2 separate regions of the Zea mays genome follow, and region 2 is linked to region 1. The links are chromatin contacts, called in public Hi-C maps. All regions are on one chromosome and are shown on one strand. Each heading gives the region's core, a stretch centred on a gene start, on an enhancer-like site or on the middle of the called end of the contact. The rest is flanking DNA. Distances are from core to core; before and after follow the strand shown. Region 1 holds the start of LOC103644282 (anthranilate synthase alpha subunit 1, chloroplastic). Region 2 holds the start of LOC100275098.

What was found. Hi-C and Micro-C count contacts between places; a contact is called where the count stands out from the background.
Region 2: a contact with region 1 is called in a Hi-C map of ear, with 1.7 times the contacts expected there. The contact joins the promoter of LOC100275098 here to the promoter of LOC103644282 in region 1. A contact is called at or near these places in 2 of 25 Hi-C or Micro-C datasets (ear and leaf).

Annotation. Positions count from the first base shown.
Region 1 is chr1:301,965,122-301,969,531 of Zm-B73-REFERENCE-NAM-5.0, forward strand. It overlaps LOC103644282 (anthranilate synthase alpha subunit 1, chloroplastic), which reads right to left and starts at 2,326. Exons shown (of 11, transcript XM_020547035.3): 1 at 1,830-2,326; 2 at 1,510-1,703; 3 at 1,229-1,418; 4 at 463-614. The coding sequence starts at 2,304.
Region 2 is chr1:302,196,607-302,201,016 of Zm-B73-REFERENCE-NAM-5.0, forward strand. LOC100275098 reads left to right here and starts at 2,077. Exons shown (of 1, transcript NM_001176994.2): 1 at 2,077-2,794. The coding sequence starts at 2,217. The coding sequence ends at 2,564.

The sequences.
Region 1 (4,410 bases), core at 1,076-3,575:
TGAGTAGCTTCATAAGGAAGAAAGTAACATCTATAATATGAGTATATTAACCACATATAAGATTACATACATCTATTCCAAATTATAATTTGTTTTGTTTTTTCTCGGTCAAACTTTTAAAACTTTAACCACGTTTATACAAAAATGGTTCAATATCTACAACATCAAACTAGTTTCATTAGATTGTCTATAAAATATGTTTTATAGTACTGTATTTACAACTGTAGATGCTAATATATATTTTTCTGAGACTTAGTCGATTAATCCAAGTAACAATAATTAAAACGGGGGGAGTGTAACATCATTTGATTTATAAGCATGCACTCTTATGGTATCTTGAGTAGCTTCTTAAGGAAGAAAGCAACATCAATAATCTGAGTATGCTAACCATGTATAAATTACAAACTAGAGCATTATCTAATCAACTGAAACATATAAAAGGACGGTGTATATGGTGCATACCTTTTCAACATGATCAAACACAATGACGTCACTATAGAGGCCTAAATGAATGTCAGGAAGGTTCCTATCGTCATGTGGTGCCTTACTGAAAGGAAGCTTCTTTGTTTCAACATAACGCACTGTATCATATGAGAAGAATCCAACCCATCCTCCTACAAAATATCATACAAATATTGTGACTGTAATTGATACATAACAAAGAACTATCCCCATGTCCTCCATAAGGAGCATTCTAGATATCAAAGAGAAATAATATTAGTATATCACCAAACAACATTCTAGCTACTGAAGGAGTCAAAATTTACAAATTTAGATCAACAGTTATTCAAATTACCTACAAGATTAGGATATGAAACTTGTATCAATAGACTTATACCCAAAGTGTCCTCTAATTTTAGATTGATTTATTAGCAAATAACAACATGCAGTGAGAAAAAAATAACGGCCGGAGTCTATTTTGTTAGACTTTTTCCTCATTAAAATACTACTATCATTTTGAGATGGAGGGGGTACCAGCAACATGTGCATGGAGAGAGAACATGACAAGTATGGAATCATGTGCTGCTGTAGAAAGTATAGACCCATACCATGAGTAGAAATGGCATTGTTTCACCCTCACCCCAAGTATGTAAAGCAAGAGGCAGCAGAGGATGTTTTTACCTCAAGCAATTCCACAGATCTATGGCAAGTGACACTATGACAACAATTTAAGATGCTTCGCATTCTAAAACAAGGTACCAGGAAGAGGGCGGGGGCAAAACTGTACCACAAAATGCATCAGGGAGGCTGTCAGCAATCTGCGGGTTCCACTGCTCCATGATTGTCCTGGGGATCCTCATGGGATCAGGCACGAAGTGCTCCCTCCTCGACTTCATCTCATGGTCCATGACCGTCACATGGTTAGCCTTGGCCACGACCTCCATAGAAGGCTGCGCCCCGACCACGCTGTACCTCCCCTGCAAATCACATGCTCGGTGAAATGCCTGGAGCATCAGACCATAGGACGACAGTCAGGCGGGTGTCACGGGTGGCGAATCCACTACTCACCACATTGGTGCCCTCGGACCCCTGCTCGACAGACTCGAAGAGAAAGCTGGGCGCATCGCGTTCGTCCTCCTTAACGAGACAGCGGTACGCTAGCACGGGCGTGAGGTGATCGGAGAAGATGCACCTCGTGAGCGGCAGCAGGTTGCGGCCCTCCGCCGCCGCCGTCCGGAACCTGGACTCCTCCTCCCTCACCGCTGCGCGCGCGCACACGAGAAACGAGACCGTACCTCGACGGCATTAATAGTTAACCAAAACTGCAGCACGCCCGGTCCCAATCCGGCGGAACAGACACGGCCTCGGATCGAGGCACAGGCACTCACCGACGGCGTCGAGCTGGTGGAACGTGGCGGTGGTGGCGCGGCAGGTGACGCCGGCGGCCCCCCGGCGGCGGAGGCTCAGCGGGCGCGAGGACGGCGCGAGGCGCAGCGAGAGCGCGAGGCTGGCGGTGGCCATGGACTGCGGCCTGCGGGCGGGATGACACGAACACGAGTGCGCGGTGAGGAGGGTTGTTGAGGGGGACGAGCGGGAATGGATATAGATAGGGGCGGGGCGGGGCGGGGCGCGAGGGAGGAGCACGCGGGCGGCGGGCGCGGGCGAGTGGAGTGGAGTGGAGTGGAGTCGGGGAGGGCGAGGCGCGACACGTCGCGGCCAGGCCTGGCATTCAGGCGTGGGCCCCCTCGTGCTCCGCCAAAGAATGCTGTGTTGTGCTGCTCTGCCCACGAGGTTTGAAACTGCTCGCATCGCATGCTTGTGCCAAGGTCTACAGCTATATGTTGTCACATCCTTCTCTGCCATATAATGACATCTTTGGCATGACGAGCAGCAAACGGCGTGTGTTTCGCGAGAAAGAAGACGATCGATCACGTGTGCAAGTGCGCCACGCTAGACAACAGAAACGGTTCGGCATGCACACGTGAGCTGGCACGAACGTACTTGGACGGACGACAGGGAAACCGTGCACGTTATCAACGAGTCGAGTGGAGTTGGCCGCGGGATATTCTTGTTTTATTCCTGGGACCACCTAACAGAGGCTCACCACGGCCCCACTGCTTTGTTTTATCCTACTAGGTTGTCCAGGCCGACCACCGGGGGTGCTAGGCTATTCGGAGGATAACTTACACGCTGGGCCCATAGCGCCACGCCCAACGGAAAACGGGCCAGCCCATAGTATCAGCAGCAGTCCAGCAGAATCCAACCAGCGACCCCCTATTATTAGAAGATACAAAAAGAGTATCAGCATTTCAGTACAGCTAAGGATAGAAATGGGCCGACTCTGGCCTGGCTTTGGAGGCGGCGGCGGCCTCATGCTCCCCAAGTCAATTTTGGGGTCCCATTTTACAAAAAAAAAGAGTTTTGGCCTCATGCTTATAATCAGTTTTGGTAAATCATAGTTATCAATCTCGTTCATCAATTAAAATCAGCGACAAAGAGTATATATGTTCTATATGACCATATATACCTTTGTATGCGTGATAGACAATGACCTTTTTTAATAGAATCGATAGAGCCCAGCACACCAGTTTAGTTCATGAATTAAAATTTGATACCAGATGTTAAGAAACCCTATAAAAGGTTACGTCGGCTAGTATCAAACATATGCCTGAGTCACTCTACCTTTCTATATAATAAATTTATGCCCTTATAATGATAACGAGAAGAAAATGAGAAAAAAGAATAAAATATTTCTTGTTTACCGATAAGGGGAAAAAATAGTCTTTGACATGTCTTCATTATTGACGGAACATTCAAAAGCCGGATCGACATCAAGAAATGTTTGGTTCCAGCCAACTAAATTTTAGTTTATCACATCAAACGTATATTCGAATAATAATTACAGATATTAAATGCAGTCTAATTATAAAACTAACTATACAAATAAAAACTAAAAGACAAGCCTAATCAAGCCATTATTTAATATTCATAATTATTTTAAATACTTGATGTGACAGTTCGGAACGAAACATCTCCTTACTGGCTAACAAATAACAACCAACCCACCATAAAAGAGCATCCACGCGTAAAGATGCACGGATCGGGAGCAGCTAGCGCGGGGAAGCTTTGCTTGGCTGCCGCACGCACGAGTTCGCAACCAATCCATCGGGACTCAGAAAATGGGATCTGGGTCGGCATATGCTCCAGCTCTACGACGATCCTTCGTACTAGCAATCGTCGTCGCCGGTAACAAACATCTCCAGACACTAGGGATCTGATCGGAAGGGGGAAACTGTAATAAAAAGGATTTAAAAAAACGCTACTGGACCCCTTACACGACTGTACCGAAGTTATTGGTCGCGTACAAAAATATCCCGACAAGAAAGAGCATCGCAATCAGGCGTCTGCGTGTGCCGATGGGTCTGCAGCAACGATCGGGCCCCGCCTCGTGACTGGCCAATCAGGCATCAATGGTCGATCGTCTAAACTGGGGAATCTCACGCCTTCATTTCAAAGGAAGGCCATATAAAAAGCAATTTTCCTAGTACGCCCATTTCCAAATTGTAACAGGATTTAATTTTAGTTTTTATTACATACTATCTCTGAGAAGAATACATACTTTTAATATCAAATTGATTTATAAAACAATCCCTATGTGCACTATAGATAGACCGTACGTAGCAAATAAAAGCATATCCACGTGAAACACGCCGACCAAAAAATTACGAGGAGAAATTCCTCGCATCATCTCACAGCAAGGATCACTCGAGACTACTTTGTCGTTAAATTCCGTAGATGTCATAGTACAAACCAACTCGGCAATCGGTCGTGTGACTGCTCCCAAAAACTAGATCTATCTCAATGTGTGCTACCTCTTTAGTAGAGCAAGATTTTGGAGACACTGCTCTCCCTATCGTCATCATCATGCCGATGTTAGAGGTGGAAGCATCAAAGGGCGCGCGACATCGA
Region 2 (4,410 bases), core at 827-3,326, 230 kb after region 1:
AGAGCCTATAGACCACACCATTAGATCGTAAAGGCCGAGCCGTTACACCCTGCCGAATCGGCTAGTAGTACTTATTAACGGTAGTGACACACGTATATCATATGTACTGTACTAGTACTAATAATAATAATCTGATTGCTTCGTTGGCAAGTTGTAATCGTGGAAGTGTACGTGTGTTCAGATTCCAACGTGCCTTGAGATGAGATTACTATTTGGTTTGACTATATATCAGCAACACGTTAACGTACGTAGCGTCGATCTGCAGCAGTGCCGCTGGCAGACCAGACACGTCCATTTTTTTTTGTGTGTGTATGTGCATGCAAGGCGGCAGTAGCGTGAAGCGAGCACTGCAGTATGCAGCCACCGAGACCGAGTCGATTGCCTCTCATCATTGGCTAATCATTCGTCGAGCATATGTGATGCTGCTGAGACTAGACGCCATGAAACAGATGGGGGTGTTGAATGGTTTTGCACGCGATGCAAGCGCCTAGTTGGCTAGCATAGCCTAGTTGGCTGCCTGACAGCAAGCGGTAGCCAGCTAGCTAGCTAGCTAGGGAGCGAATAATAGTCATAATCTGACTTAGTGAGAGCATATGTAGGACCAAAGCAGGTCTGGTTTTTGACCAAACAAAGAGGTCCTAGGCGACGCGGGTGCTGGCATCTCATTGTCAATTCGTTCCATTTGGTCCCTCGTGTGCATCTGCCTGTCGGGGCATGCGATGCGATGCGACATGCGACAAAAGGGGGTATATGCCCAAAAAGAAAAAGAAAAATTAGAACCATCTCACGATTTTCAGTATTCAACAAACACACGGTTCGTATGTTTATTACGTATTGTCTACACAGAAACTCGCAACGAATTGCGCAGATAATCGGAAACATTCTGCCCAAACATTTAATCGCACCTACCTGTCCGTGCAGTAAGAAAAAAGGAAACAAAATCCACCAGGATTGGCAGGAGGGTGAGGCTGGCTGGCTGGCAGCGGATTTTTGGAGAATCCAGAAAGCGCAGGGCGTGGTGGTGGAGATGATCGTATCACGTGAGGGAGGGGTCAGATCCTGTCCCATCCAACGGTCCTTTCGCCGTCCGTACACCACACCACCACAAGGGATGGGATAGTACTACTATAAACAACGTTAATCATGAACTGCGAAATGCCAATGTTATATTTTGTAGAGTACGTACTGTACGTACGTTCGATGCGAGTAAAAACACAGTTGACTTTTTCAAAGAGATTAAGTACTAACTACGGTACGATGGAGTAACACCCATAGCAATAGCAATACCCCGTCTGCCAGCCATTCATCATGGGTTGGTGGACCCACCCACCCCGGAACGGCGCGTGCTGTTAAACGCTCACACTTCTTGCGTGCAAAAAACAGAGACGGGGGAAGGGGAAAGCGTAGCGGGCCTTCGTCGTGCGTGGACTGACGTCTGCGTCGTGGATTAATTAATTAATAAAAGTGGTATTAAGCTTCCAATAACATTGTCCTACTACATAAAAGTGCTGACCCAGTGACCCTTTCTGTTTTCATTCATACCTTAAAAAAATCAATTAGACATAAACCAACGATAGACTAATGGTAAATATATATATATATATATATATAGTAACTCAAATAGTGTAAGCATGGATGCTTCATTGTTCATATTTAAAGCGCTGATTCACGATCGAGTACGAGTTACTTAAACTAGAAATGAGCTAGCTAGCTAGCTAGTTTGTGTTCTGAACTTGACCGCTAAGCTATAGTGGCCTGCCAGGTTATATAACGGTTTACTCGTTGCGTCAAATAAACGAGAGTGCTAAAATTCCAACCCATCCATCCGCCTAGCCAAAAAAAAAAAAAAAAATCGGGGAGGTCGATTTGTGGAAGCAAAACGTCCAAGAAAGCATAAAGCCGCCCACCCTCCGCTCTCCCACTCCAAACATCTCCCCTGCCCTTCCCCTCGCGCAGCCAAAAAAAAACCAAAACGCCTCCTCCGCTTCGTCTCCTCCCTCCCCCTCGCCGCCGCGACTCCCGCCACCAGCCCACCACACTATTAATTCTGCCCCTCCCCCTTCGTCCTCTTCCACGTCCACAACTCCCATCCCACGTCGCAGAGCCGTTCCTGTCTGCGCCTCCTCCCTAGACACGCGACGCAGAGCATATATATAGCAGCAGGGGCAGGGGCAAGGACGAAGGGACGAAAGAGCCGTCGCCGCCGCCGCGCCGCCATGTCCGTCCGCGTGGCGTCCGTGCCGTACCTGGAGCAGATGGCGCGGTGGGAGCGGCAGGTGGAGCGGCGGCAGCTGTTCCTCCGCAGCTACCACTTCTCGCGCGACGCCGACGCGGCGGCGGCGCTCCCCCCGCGCGCCCGCGCCAGGCGCGTCGTCTGGGCGGGGATGCGCCGCCTGCGCCGCGCAGCCGCCACGGGCCTCCGCCGCCTCCGCGCGCGCCTCCGCCTCTGCTTCGGCTGGGCCGCCCGCCGCCGCTCTTCCTCCCGCTACGGCCGCCTCTCCGGCGCCGGCAGGCCCCGCGCCGCCGCCGCCGCCGGTGCCGCCGAGTCTGCATGCTTCTGGTAGGACTGCACTGCACAAGGTTTCGAAGCGTTCTTTGCTTCGTCTCCCTTGGTTGGCGTGCGTGCGTGCGTGTGTGTGAAAGTGAGAAGGTGAGCTTACTTTAGACATGGATTAGCCGGTGCGTGTGTTGTTTGTTTGTTTGTTTGATAACTTGGACTGCTGCTCCGTGGAGTGGAGTTGAGTGCCTAATTAAATTAGAATGAATGAATCGTCTAGTAGTAATTTTGGTTTTTTGCTCGAACAAAGTGTCTGTCTGTAAGGCTTTCTCCAGCAGGATTCGTAAAGGGGCTCGCATCCTCAATTTACGTATTGTACCGATCCCAGCAGCATGCGTATATGGTATCGCATAATTGGAGGCCTGGCTTCAGCATGCGCAAATCCACACTTCTCTCTCCTCCTCGCATATTCTGGATAACTGCGATATGGCCGGAAACAGCAATACGAGGCCGGATAAGAGAGCTGCTGGAGCACTCCAGTTAAATGCACAGACGCAGCGGCTCACGGACTCCCTAAATACGCATTCGCATCCGAATGTCACCGGAGAAAGCCTAAACCCTCCTCTCTGCCCTTTGTCCTCGCGAATTGCAACTGCGACTGCAAATGGAGGGTTCCCGTGTCAGTGAGGTGTGTTGCGATGCTTGAGCTTGTGATGGGACGGCACGAAACGAAAGCCAATCATGCAGACAGGATGTCCACCTTGCAGTCGCAGTCGCACTCGCAGGGAGACCGAGAGCGCCCAGAAACCAACAAGTCCAAGCTCCCCATCAGGTTCAGGCCCCAGCTTTATTTCAAGCGCGTGTCGCGGTCAAAAGACCAGCGGCCAGCGCGCAGCAGGATTTCCATTCCTTGCGACGCAGCGAGGGCGATGCAGTGCAGCGGCTCTTTTCTTTATTTCTTTTCCCAAGCCAGCATCTCCCTTCCAAGAACCACCCCGCATTATCTGCTGCCGTCAGATCCCCGCATCTGGTCGTCGTCCGGTGCCATCTTAAAACCGCATTTATGGTTTTTTTTTTTTTTTTGCATTGCAGATGTACTCCTGTCCAGCAACACTGGGCAGCCCCACAGCTAGTGGGTCGGCTCAGTCCAAGCCCATCGTCATGCCCTAAAGCACGATGTGTCTTTGTTAGGCTATGCCGGTCTAAGCCCGACCCATATATTCGAACACATAAAATCAAAATGTTACACCCACTTAAAGTCCATAACCTACTAAATTAAAGATATTAAATAATTCTAACATCATCTGACCACATAAACTATAAATAACACAACAATATAAGGTTGATAGGTTACTAAATTAAAGAAATTAAACAACTTAGGTTTAATTATGTCGTGCTGGCCCATCTGTGCAGGCCGTGTCAAAGGTAACAGACCAGAATTTAAGGCTCAACTCAGACCCGCCTTCGAGCCGTGCTATCTCGGTCCGTATTACTTCGTGTCGGGTCGTACTTTAGACTCCTATTTTCGTGCCGTGCTCGTGCTGGCCCAAAAAAAAAAAAAAACTCTGGCCATATTCGCAGCACTACCCACCGCCACCCAGCAGACGAGACGGCCTTGCGTTGGCCGTCACGATCTTCTCCTGCCGTGCTCAGTTTCTCGCTTCTCCCTTCTCTCGTCTGTACGGGACGTGTCGTGCCGTCTGTGTTTGATTTCAAACGGCGACACCACAAAAGCTGGCACAATTCTAGAAGCGCTGAGCTCAGAAGATATAGCTTTGTAGAAAAAGAAGAAGAAGAAAAGGAAGCAATGATGGGAGCCAGGCCGAGACAGAATTCGAATCCGAAAGGTAGCTACTGCATAGAACTGCCTTGGGGACGGACGGCTTTGAATTGAATTTGATAGAGTTTGCGCG